Regions from separate parts of the Cyprinus carpio genome. Here region 1 is linked to region 2. Evidence: chromatin contacts called from public Hi-C data. All regions are on one chromosome and are shown on one strand. The core of a region is the stretch at or near the end of the contact, and the rest is flanking DNA. Distances in the headings are between cores, read along the strand shown. Region 1 holds the start of copb1 (coatomer subunit beta). Region 2 overlaps LOC109094294 (cGMP-inhibited 3',5'-cyclic phosphodiesterase B-like).

Region 1 (2,700 bases), core at 157-2,656, 33 kb before region 2:
GGGATAATGAACGCGATATTGCGTACCTTGTCAGTGAACTACGGCTCTGTCTATTAAATGCCGGTCCATTTGAAAGCAGGTGATGGCGATTTAGCGCTAATCAGGGAACCGGCTTTACTGACTAGATGCTCATGATTATATCGTTAGATATCGCCCAGCCCTACCAACCCCAAACTTTTAAAATGGCATGCATTGCACGTTAATATAAATTGAAATGTAATAAATGTAATTTTATTTAATAAACTACTCCACATGAACATTACCTAAATCAGTTTTCAAGCTGACTTCGGACGGTGGTTCCGAGTCATTGGTGACATTGATGAGTGTGTAACACACATTCTCCGCGGCTGTCATGATGTCAGCTCTTTCTCTTCAAGAGACTCCACTCAGAATGAATGAGTTTTCCTGAAACACAGGCTGCAACACATCACTAAAAGTTCAAATGAATAGTCAATTATATGATAATGTGACAACTCTCTCGGTACAGTAGTCAACATCTGAAGTGGATCAAAACAGTTCATTAAATTTGTCCTTATACAAGAACACATTTTGGTTTTAGGACAACTTTGATGAAAGGTTTTGATCCACTTCAGATGTTGACTACTACTGTATTGTTTGGTAGTTTTCTGTTCATGCGTATGCATAAAGTGACCAGACCACTAGCTCAAAGCACTACATAAATTGTTAGTTTTCATAACTAAAACCTTGTTATCATTAAAAACACAGGTCGCACCTTTAAATGATTGCCATACCCACGCACCTTGTATTTACGTGTCATTCCAAAGCACTTCAAAGAACACCATGGAACTTCCACAGTATATGTATTACTACGTGAATTTTAGGTGATTTCATGGTAAACTCTGTTAACAAGAATTTTTATATCAGTATCCCGTCAGAAGTCTCAAGGTCTGCGGCCGCACAGGAGTCACTGAAGTAGCAGCTAACGTTTGTTTACCAGCCGTGGCAGAAGACCAATTTGCACCATGTTGTGCAGTTATTATAAATAACAGCGTATTAATATCACCACTGCTGTTTAATAACACATCTTGATAACGGACTTAAGGTTATAGAGTTATATTATTGATTGCGTGATCATTCGACATCACTGCTACAGTAACAGCTAGCACGCTAACAGTTTGCGACCAAACCTAACACAAACCACCAGCTCTTCCGTGCTCGAAGCAGCTCAAAGTAACAATGAATCTGTCTTTTATTTATGTGCTCTTTTGTAAAGCTGCCAATTTATTACCTTTCAAACAGGTATTAGGTCTCTCTCCTCTTCTGTGTGCGCATCCGTGTCTAAAGAAATTCTGATCCTTCCGAGTGACGTGGAACCTGGCTGACTTGGCCACATCAATACTACAGCGAGCCGGAAGGATCAAACCACATGTCGCGTTACGCAAACGCGAAAGTTTGTTGCAGAGTAGACTGGAGTTGTGTATGTGTTTGTGATTATGTTGTGCTTGTTTATACTGGAATATTACACTTAAATTTCCCTGTGGTTTGTTTGCCAACCGGTTTAAAACACCAAAAGAAGAAGAAGAAGAAGAAGAAGAAGAAGAAGAAGAAATTTCCACGTGTTAGTCAAGATGTATAAGGAAAAATAACCCAATCTATTTGTATATTTATTGGTGTGAAAATAGGTTTTTCTAGTTAATCAAAACTAAAACCATAAAATTATATATATATATAATAATTAAGCTAGTTGTAGCTAGTTTTTGTTACCTTATCTTGGCGTACTAAAATAACTGAAATAAAAAATGCTAAAAACTATAGACATATTTAAAATGACTATACCTTTAACTAAAATTGAAACAAAAATGGAAAATAGAAATATTTTTTACAATTGGAATAATATTGTACTATTGAATGTTATATATTATATTCATAATTACAATGCAACATTTTTGAGAAAATTCATATAAATAGTGAATTTAATACAATTTAAGGAGGTTTAAAGAAGAATTTCTTGTATTTTTCTAATACCCATATACCTCTGTTATATGTAATAAATGTATTTATATTTATAATATAATATAATTTATAGCTTATATTTTATTAAAGTACACTGTAAGAATAATATCTGTGGAAAAATGGAAAATGGTGCTGTAAAAATCAATAAAGACCTTCATACCCTCAAATTAACACAGTATTTTTTGACTTTTTTTAGAATGTAGCACATAAACATTTGTTTATGTAAATAATAGCATGGCCTCCTGCTAAACAGCTTTCTACCAGTTCCATAAATGCTTGGAAGATACATTAGTGTACATGATCCTCACATGAGAATGACTGGTGGTTTTATTGACTTGTCTACTCAACCACTTCACTTGTGCAGTTGGAATCATAGAAAAGCTCTTAAGATAGCTATGGGGATTGCTGCACAGATGTCAAGTAAATAAGGTCAATTTCAATGCATTATGGAACCAGCATTAGTCTCCAGCATTTGAGATCATAAATGAACCATAATGCGAGAACCACAATTTCAAACCAATTTTCCAGCCAAGTGCATAAATTGTTCTTGCTCGTCGATATGGAATAAATATATTACATTTTCATAAACTTCTATATCTGGATCTTTTTACAAATGTGAGTCATCTTAAGATCATTAAAAAAAAATTCTTTGTGTTCACGCTTCAAAGGAAAGACCACAACTTCGTTCAGAATACAGGTTCTTTTTACCTAAAGCATTGGCATTGG
Region 2 (2,700 bases), core at 121-2,620:
GAAATATTACAATTTTAAACTATTTTCTGATTTAATATTAATGCATTTAATGCAAATTTAATTTATTTCTATGGCAATGCAGAATTTTTCCATTTCTCCAGTCTTCAGCGTAACAAGACCTTTCAGAAATCATTATAATATGCTGATTTGCTTTTAAAAAAAGGACAGTATTATAATGAATGTTGAAAACAAGTTGTACTGTTTAATATTTTGTAGAAAGCATTAGACATATTTACAGGATCATTTGATAAAGAGAAAACATAAAAGGGAATTTATTTAAAATAGAATTTCTTTTGTTACAATTTAAATTCCTTTAAAAATCCACACTTGTTAAATAAAAGTATTATTACTATTTTTAATCTTAAAGATGTCAAACTTTTGAATGGTAGTCTAGCAGGATGGATTAGCAGTTAAACTCTAAATGCAATGTGAACACAATGTGCTTTTCCAGCTATGTATGAATAGCTCATGAAACATTTTGTACCTACATTTAGTCCTGTTCACGTCACCCAAACAAATCTTAATACCAGGTATACAAAAGTCAAAATATTGTCAAATATTCAAGGAAGCAGATTTAGTGAAACTGACCCACCTTTATTTTTCTGTTAATCTCTGTTCCATCTGTGAAGCTCACTAGCTCAACAGAGCGTAAAGAACATAGTGAGATTTGCCTAAGTGACATTGTGGGGCATTCAGAGGGGTCAAGAGTCGAGTCTGTGTTTATATACTCATTTAGCTCTATGCCACATGCTCGATTTAATGGGAACGTATCTGACCAGTCAGATGTTAAGTGGTCATTTTTGACCCACAGAACCTTCCCTGTGTTGGTGAGAGAAAGTGTCAGACACCTTTTTCTGACACCTCTCTCCTCTATCTATCTATCTCCCGCCATTCTGAATGCTGTGACGTTTGTACTATTGTTTGCTGGCCTCTGTCAGGTTGCCATGGCAGTGCTTATTTGCCATACTAAATTTCTGATGGTGTTAAGCAGATGCTAACAACTAACAGTTATCATCTCTGTCTGATCAGTAAAACATCTGATTTGAGAGCAAGAGGCCACAATGTCTACATCGTAATCAAATCCCAATCCAGACTTAAGAGGAATTAAGTCATTTGTGTCTTGGTTTAATGTTTGTGTTACTCTTGATTCAGTGAAAGCAGGTGAGTGTGTTTCTATCAGCTCCATCTGTTGCTGTCTGTGGTCATGTCTTTTGGACAGCTCTGAGTGCCTCAGAGTGCTGCTGGTTTTAAAGATCAGAGCTGCTGGAAGTGACACATGACACGGCCAGCGCAGGTGCAGGGGACTTCTGCTTTGTCTGTTATGTGGAGAAACCAGGCTCTTCTCTCGCATATCACCAGTACTCCCCCATGTGGGCAAACGCTGTGCTGCCATTCGGTTACAGTCTTTCTGAGTTTAACATGGCGACTGCTTACATATGAGCCGTTGTTGGCCAAGAACTCTCTCGAACTTTGCTCGTCTGATTATCTTAGGACTGTGACATGCCACTGTTTTGGTAATGCTGTTGAGCTCTTGTTAATTTGTGTTTGCTTGGTTGCTAAATTAATTTATGTCAGTTTTCCCTGAAAGGTTTTCTACATCTTTGAAAGAAAGGATTTTATTTCTTTATTGTTGTAAACAGAAATAAACCAGACTTAGAATAAATAAATGGGTTGTTATTATAAAGTCCAACATGTTTCTATTTCTTATAAAAATACATGTAGTCTTTTAATTAATATAAGGCCAAAAAACTGCATTGAATTTGTCCTTTTAAAAAATTCATTTGTCACTTTGTAGGACTGTAGAATTGTATTGCAAAAATATAAGGTGGCCAGGAAAATTTCTATTCACCTAAAATCTTTATTTTTTTCTTATATATTCATGTAAATTTTAACCAAAACCTTGATGTTTAAAAATAAATGAACACTTTACTTTCTGTCAACCAGCCTAATATGGCTCATACTTCCCAAATATGCCAAATGAAACCGATATCAGTAACACTTATCAACAAGGTTCCATTAGTCAATGTTAGTTAATGTATTAACTGACATGAACAAACAATGAGCAATACATTTATTACAGTATTTATTGAAAATACAGTCCTTCATTGTTGTTCATTAATGTAAAGAAGCACATTTGATTTTAATAATGCATTGGTAAATGTTGAAATTAACATTAACTAAGATTAATAAATGCTGTAGAACTAGGCCTATTGTTCATACTTAATCTTAACTAAAGTAGTTAACTAATGTAAAGTGTTACCAAGGCATCTTTAGCTGAATGCATATTAAAATCACATTTCTCAAATGCATGTTTAGAGTGTGAAATTTATATTTGTTTTGTTGCTAAACATGTTGATTGTGACTTGTGCAAGTTAGTTTGGGCCTTTAATTTGGTATATGGATAAGTGAAATTTCAGTCTACAAGACCATTCAATCATATTTAGACAACTTGTTTTGCAATTTAACTGTATAAGTTTCTATCTACTCCGTGATACCAAAAAACAGACACAGCCTGTGACCTATCTTGGTGATAGTGTTGTGAGACTTGGCTTCTGTTAGGTGACTTTCCTCTGAGCCTCTGAGACAGATAACGTGAAAATGCAGTCAAATGACGTAGTTTGGCTAGATAAGATCTGTGAGCGCTATTGTTGACGTCTCATTGTGGTTACAGTGGTTTTCTTTTTTTCCCCCTGCAAGCGC

The links. A called contact is a pair of places that touch in the nucleus more often than the background predicts.
Region 1: a contact with region 2 is called in a Hi-C map of skeletal muscle, with 3 times the contacts expected there. The contact joins the promoter of copb1 here to the enhancer-like site in region 2. A contact is called at or near these places in 6 of 8 Hi-C or Micro-C datasets (liver, red blood cells and skeletal muscle).

What each region holds. Positions count from the first base shown.
Region 1 is chrB7:16,171,353-16,174,052 of ASM1834038v1, reverse strand. It overlaps copb1 (coatomer subunit beta), which reads right to left and starts at 1,406. Exons shown (of 22, transcript XM_042727537.1): 1 at 1,250-1,406; 2 at 264-405. The coding sequence starts at 354.
Region 2 is chrB7:16,138,166-16,140,865 of ASM1834038v1, reverse strand. All of the region lies in intron 1 of LOC109094294 (cGMP-inhibited 3',5'-cyclic phosphodiesterase B-like), which reads left to right. Among protein-coding and RNA genes, the nearest start is that of LOC109094296, 23 kb to the right of the region's middle. Within about 2 kb of position 1,370, at least 3 of the 8 cell types and tissues checked have an H3K27ac peak or open chromatin away from gene starts, as enhancers often do.